Regions from separate parts of the Sus scrofa genome. Here region 1 is linked to region 2. The links are chromatin contacts, called in public Hi-C maps. All regions are on one chromosome and are shown on one strand. Each heading gives the region's core, a stretch centred on a gene start, on an enhancer-like site or on the middle of the called end of the contact. The rest is flanking DNA. Distances are from core to core; before and after follow the strand shown.

Region 1 (3,208 bases), core at 421-2,920, 190 kb before region 2:
TTTTCCCTTCCAGGACCTGACTTTGTACTGATTCACTCCAAAGGCCAAGAAAATACACATCAGGTGGAGGGGGGATGGGGGAGACTGGAAAAAAAACCTGAGCCCACACCATTGCATTTCTCTAAATATCATGTCTCCTCCCTTCACTGATCTGGGGAGAGTTCTGGTCACTGAACCTCTGAAGGGATGTTCTGACCGACACTGAAGGAATAGAGACAGAAAAATCAAGGGCTGCGAGGGGAAGACAGGCCATAAAGGTTAGGATTCTCCAGACTGGAAAAGGATGCGATGGAAAGCAGTACACTCATCAATAACCAGGAGAGGGTGAACCAGGACTCATTCAACCCAGACACTTGCCTGAGGGGGAGATGAACGAGGAACACTTAGAACAAAGAAAAGAAATGGGTAATAAACTCGTGAAACACGTTACTCCCAGATGTAGTACATGAGGGAAATGGAGATGAATCCACCAAGGGTCTGGACAAACTATGTCAGAAATGTAAATGGACATTACATTTACACTGGCTCAGTGGTTAACCAGCCCGACTAGGCTCCATGAGGACGCGGGTTCGATCCCTGGCCTTGCTACGTGGGTTAATGATCTGGTGGTGTCGTGAGCTGGGGTGTAGGTTGCACACGTGGCTTGGATCTGGCGTGGCTGTGGCTATGGTGTAGGCCGGCAGCTGCAGCTCCAATTCGACCCCTAGCCTGGGAACCTCCATATGCTGTGCATATGGCCCTAACAAAAAAAACCAAAAAAACCAGAAATGTACATGGTTGCCCCTGGGGAACTGTCATATGCGCACCTTGAAAGTCAGCCTTGGTGAAGGCGGTGGGCACAGTCTTTCCAACAAGGGACTGGGGAGATGGCGCTTCTGCACATTCCTATTTTCTTAGTGCCCCTAGGGAGGGATTTGGCTAAGGGTCAGGAATGCATGTGAGCGTGCTATGTTCAGGGACAGGGGAAAAAACTGGCTTGGCTGGAGTCAACAGGCCATGCCAGGAAGTGAAGGGGCTTTGTCTGGATATGCATGGCCGGGTTGGATTATCAAGGGTACTCAGAACCATTGCTGAGGGGCTGAAATTCGTCCAAAAATCACAGAATGTTGTAGCTTTTCTAGCTGAAGCCCTTCTTTTTGTCTTTCTTTCTTTCTTTTTTCTTCCTTTTTTTTTTTTTTTTAAGGGCCAAACCAGCAGCGTGTGGAGGTTCCCAGGCTAGGGGTCCAACCGGAGCTGTAGCCACTGGTCTACACCAGAGCCACAGCAACGCGGATCCAAGCTATGTCTGCGACCTACACATAGCTCACAGCAATGCTGGATCCTTAACCCACTGAGTGAGGCCAGGGATCGAACCTACAACCTCATGGTTCCTAGTCGGATTCCACTGCACCACTGCACCACAAAGGGAACTCCAAAGTCCTTCTTTTAAAGGATGAAAAATTCAAGATAAATTAACTCACCCGAGATCCTGTAATGCATTCACAGCAGGGCAGAGGTGGGAATCCTGAGGTTTTGCACTACGCCACGCAGAGGATAGGGTCTGAAAGGACTTTGGAGAAAGACTATTCCTAAATCAACAACCTCGAGCAAGTGTCTTAACTCCTTGGAGCTGCTGTGGAATGACTTGGCATAAGCCTCTCCAGGCCACATTAGCCTGGGGGTAGAAATAGAGACTTGGCAGAAGTCACAAGCTGTATTTCACGTGCTCCGTGTCCATTAGTTCTGTGGGAATTTAGCTTTCCCCAGAGTCCTCCCAGTTGGACCTTGCACCCCAGCACGGATCTCAGCCAAGACCAGGACCCAAGTCCTGCCCTTGTTTATCCCTCCTTCTCGCTTTAGCTCTTTGGGTTAATGTCCTCAGCCTCTCCCAATGTCCCCTTTGAGAGCCCTTCTGGTGTCCAACAATATCTCCAAGGCAAGTGTTCTGAGGTTTGTGTAGAAAACATTGTCTCCCAGGGTGCAGAAACCACGGGCCTCAGTTTTCTTGTTTTTCCTCTCACTGTCTTTTCTTGTTTCTTTTTTTCTTTCCCTCCTTTGGCTGAGGCAGGGGACTTGTGGAAGTTCCCATGCCAGGGAGCGAACCACAGCAGCGACGTGAACCTTTTCTGTGACAATGCCAGATCCTTAACCCGCTGTGCCACAAGAAAACTCCCCTGTTGTTTCTTTCTCTCTCTCTCTTTTTTTTTTTTTTTTTGTCTTTTGTCCTTTCTAGGGCTGCACCCACGACGTATAGAGGTTCCCAGGCTAGGGGCCTAATCAGAGCTGTAGCCACCGGCCTATGCCAGAGCCACAGCAACGCCAGATCTGAGCCACGTCTGAGACCTACACCACAGCTCACGGCAACGGCGGATCCTTAAGCCTCTGAGCGAGGCCAGACATCAAACCCAAACCTCATGGTTCCTGGTCGGATTCGTTTCAGTGGCACTGCCACAGGAACTCCCCTATGGATTCTTGAACAGGGAAGTGAAGTCATTTTTGTGTTTGTTTACTCTATGTCGAAGCTGTCCTGCCTTAGGACTGCAGTCCGGGTCAGAGAACAGGCTGAGTGGTATACTCGCTGCTGCACTCAGAATTGGCCCTCTCCTCTGAAACTGGTTCATTGCCCTCAGATTTCTCCCAGCAGTGTCCCTTGTGCTAACAGTGTTGGATACATTGCAAATAAATATTTGTTGTTGAACAATGGGCAGATTTCTCTCTTCCAGTGGATTCTTTCTTCAAACTCAGAAAACTTATTTTTTTTCCTCCAGAGTTCCTGTTGTGACTCAGTGGTAACACACCCAACTAGTATCCACGAGGACTCAGGTTCGACCCCTGGCCTTGCTCACTGGGTTAAGGATCTGGCACTGCCATGAAGTTATGGTGCAGGTTATAGCTGCTGCTCAGATCCTGCATTGCTGTGGCTGTGGTTTGACCAGCAGCTTCAGCTCCAATTGACCCTTAGTCTGGAAATTTCCACATGCCAAGGGTGCAGTCCTAAAAAAACAAAAGCAAAAAAACAAACCAAAAAAAAAAAAAAAAAAAAAAGGAAGCAAGGAAAGAAAAGAAAATTATTTTTTCCTCAGGAGGCTCAAACCAGTCCTTGCATCCTTGTCCTTATTATTCTCCCTATAGCTTCCAGATGGGCTTGTCTGAACCATAGGGTAAACATGGCTTAGGCTCCAACTAGGATCCTGTAAATCTAGGATGCAGGCAGTGAAATAATGTAAAT
Region 2 (3,049 bases), core at 500-2,999:
ATTTCTCTTGCCATATATTGTTTCTGTCTGTTTTTGAACATTATGCAAGTGGAAAAAGTAGTATACAATTTTTGTGTCTGGCTTATAATCAGTTTTATGATTGTGATATCCAAGTTTTGCATGTAGTTGTTGATTGTTCATTCTCTTTTCTCTATACTATTCAGCTATGTGGATATTCTAAAATTTATTTATCCTAAGAACATTCTTATATATTCTTTTTTTTTTTTTTTGCTTTTTATATGGAGGTTCCCAGGCTAGGGGTCGAATCAGAGCTGTAGCCCCTGGCCTACACCACAGCCACAGCAACTCAGGATCTGAGCCTCATTCACAGCCCATGCAACGCTGGATCCTTAACCCACTGAACGAGGTCAGGGATCAAACCTGCATCCTCATTGATACCAGTCAGATTCGTTTCCACTGCACTACAATAGGAACTCTCTGAACATTCTTATATATTCTTTTGATGAACATATGAGTACATTTCTGTTGCATATAGAGCTAGTGGTGGAATTGCTAGGTTGATCTACCCAATAATCACTGAAGTTATATAAGTAGTCCAGACATTTCTTCTGAACACCAGACACATATCCAAATCTGTCTGACATCTCCATTTATGAGCATCTCAAACTTCACATATCCAAAACTATTTGCTCCTCCTTCTATGTTCCCTGAATCAGTAAATGGCTTTTTAATTTATCTAGTTACTTATAGAGTCATCCTTAATGCTCTTCTTTTCTTTATCCTTCCCTGCAAACCAATCCATTATTAAATCTCTTGGGTTCCACCTCTAATTTATACATGTCTCAAAATTATCCAATTCTTTCTGTCTATACTGCCATCACCCTAGTTTAAGCTATGATCATCTCTGGCCTTGACTAATATAACTGCATTAGAAATGAACTTCTAGCAACCCCCTTTGCCCTCTTCCAAACTGTTCCCCATAAACAGTGTAAGTGAGCTTTTAAATATGTAAATCATATCCCACTTAACACTCTCTTGGCTGCCCATTGACCTTAGGATATGTTCCAAAATACAGTCTAAAATCTATAATGTGGCCAATAAGAGCCCGCATGGTTTGGCCTCTGCCTCAACTCGGCTCAGGTTTACACCCTACACCTCAAACATACTGACTTCCTTTCAGTTCCTGGAACACATCAAGGTCTTTCCTGCCGCAACAGCCTCAAACATAATGTTCCCCACCTGCAACACTCTTTAAGGCTCTTTCATATGCCCGGAAGCTTAAAAGGCACTTCTTCAAAGCGCTCTTCCCTGACAATCCTGATTAATCTATCACCGCTCCCACTAATTTTCCTTCGTAGAACTGATTACAATTTATAATTACGGAAAGATTTGTGCTTTAACATCTCTTGCTCCTATCACACTTTAGATTCCATCGTGTTAAGTTCACTTCTGGAACGCAATGCTTAATACCGCGCTCGGCACGTGGTACGCAGTGCTTGTTTAATAATGCATGACTGATGCAAAAGTTAGAAGGGGCCGCAGAAACAGTATCTGGCACTTCTTTGCCAAGGTTAGGTTCCTGCTCCTGTGTGGCGTTTTTATTCACTCACAGGGGGATTTCGCTGCTGTTCCTTCGGTGTTTGCTGTAGGGCCGCGTGAAAAACGAATTGCCTGCAGATACAGGTAGCAGGTGGGAGAGATCAGCCTTACTCGTGAGGGACAGCCTAATCTAAATTGAGTTTACGCTCCTTAGGCGCAGGAGCTTGAAAAGCTGCCAATCTGCCCTGGAGGGGGCGGGTCAGTGTGTCCTTGCCCCAGAACCTGATTGGCCTGGGCAAGCTCAAGGAACGAAGGCGGGGCTTGATCTCGCCGGGCGCCAGCCACGTTGCACGCGGGACTGCCCCGCGGAAAGGCCACTCCCCGGCCCCACAATGCAGTGCGGGTCGCGTCACTCGGAGCGGCGGGTCCCGGCTCGACAGGTACTGCCGTGCCCCTCCCAGTCCTTGTTTCTTCCTTCTCAGGGTCGCTCGAACCCCTGACGGCCCGCCGCCCCTTCGCTCTCCTCGTCGCCTGTCACAGCCCCGGCCCTCGCCCTCGGGAACACAGGCTTACTGACCCCCGGCGAGGACTAGGCTTGTGGAGTGTGGGCGGGAGCCAGGAGTCGTCCGAGCCGCAGAGCTTTGGAGGGTCGGGATCTCGGGACCTTCGTCCCCTGCAGCTTGAGGGATGCGTGGGCCCGCGTGGACGGCGGTTGCCCTTTGGCTGACCCGCGGGTGTATGGGGCAGCTTGGGCAGGGGGCCCGAGGAGGAGAGAAAGTCGCTATGGGCTGCCAGCTGTAGGGGGGCCGGGAGGTGGGCATTCAGAAACCCGGGGATCTTCCTGGGCTGTTTAGGTGACCCTGAGAGCTCGACATGACATTTCCTATTTCTTTTAGGCAAGGTGGAATTTGAACTCGTGGCTTACTTTCTTTACCTTTTGTGACATTGAATGAGCACTGAATCCAGAAATTTGGCCATGTTGGCTCATGGCAACTTTTAAGGCCCTGTTAATGGCACTTTGCGAAACGATGTGGCATAAAGGAGATCCGAGCAATTGCCTTGGCAGGTGGAAGAACCGAAATAGGAGGCTGAAACCCAGCCGGCGTTAATCTCTCTGCCAGTGAAAACAGCTTTGGCCTTTTCTCCTTCTTAGTTTCCTGGATCATCCACCTGGGGAAGTGGGAGAGCTTGAGAACCATTTCCTCCCATGCCTCTGCTGCAAAGGCAAAGCCCAGGGCTAAAGTGTCAGCCACCAGGCGGGAGATGTTGGGATCCCAGCTAACAGGTGGAACAGCCAATTTTTTGTTTTGTTTTGTTTTAAACTCTCTGAATCACATTTCAGGTTACTTGCATTTGCTTACTGCTAAGATATTAAAGAATGAGCCTATATTGAAAACAATATCTGCAGTTTCTGGGTTGTAGCTGAGTGTTTGAATCTGACATCTGTGACCATGCACTAACTTAAGGGACATCTGAGCATTTCCTGTGTTGAGAACCATGATGTTGGTTTATTGCTTTGTATGTGTTTGTGTGCATGAGTGAGTCTTTA

The links. A called contact is a pair of places that touch in the nucleus more often than the background predicts.
Region 1: a contact with region 2 is called in a Hi-C map of liver, with 5 times the contacts expected there. The contact joins the promoter of SEMA5B here to the promoter of SEC22A in region 2. A contact is called at or near these places in 4 of 47 Hi-C or Micro-C datasets (embryonic fibroblasts, fetal heart ventricle, liver and 1 more).

What each region holds. Positions count from the first base shown.
Region 1 is chr13:137,442,444-137,445,651 of Sscrofa11.1, reverse strand. SEMA5B (semaphorin-5B) reads right to left here and starts at 1,670. Exons shown (of 22, transcript XM_021070255.1): 1 at 1,461-1,670.
Region 2 is chr13:137,249,398-137,252,446 of Sscrofa11.1, reverse strand. SEC22A (vesicle-trafficking protein SEC22a) reads left to right here and starts at 1,749. Exons shown (of 7, transcript XM_021070245.1): 1 at 1,749-1,940.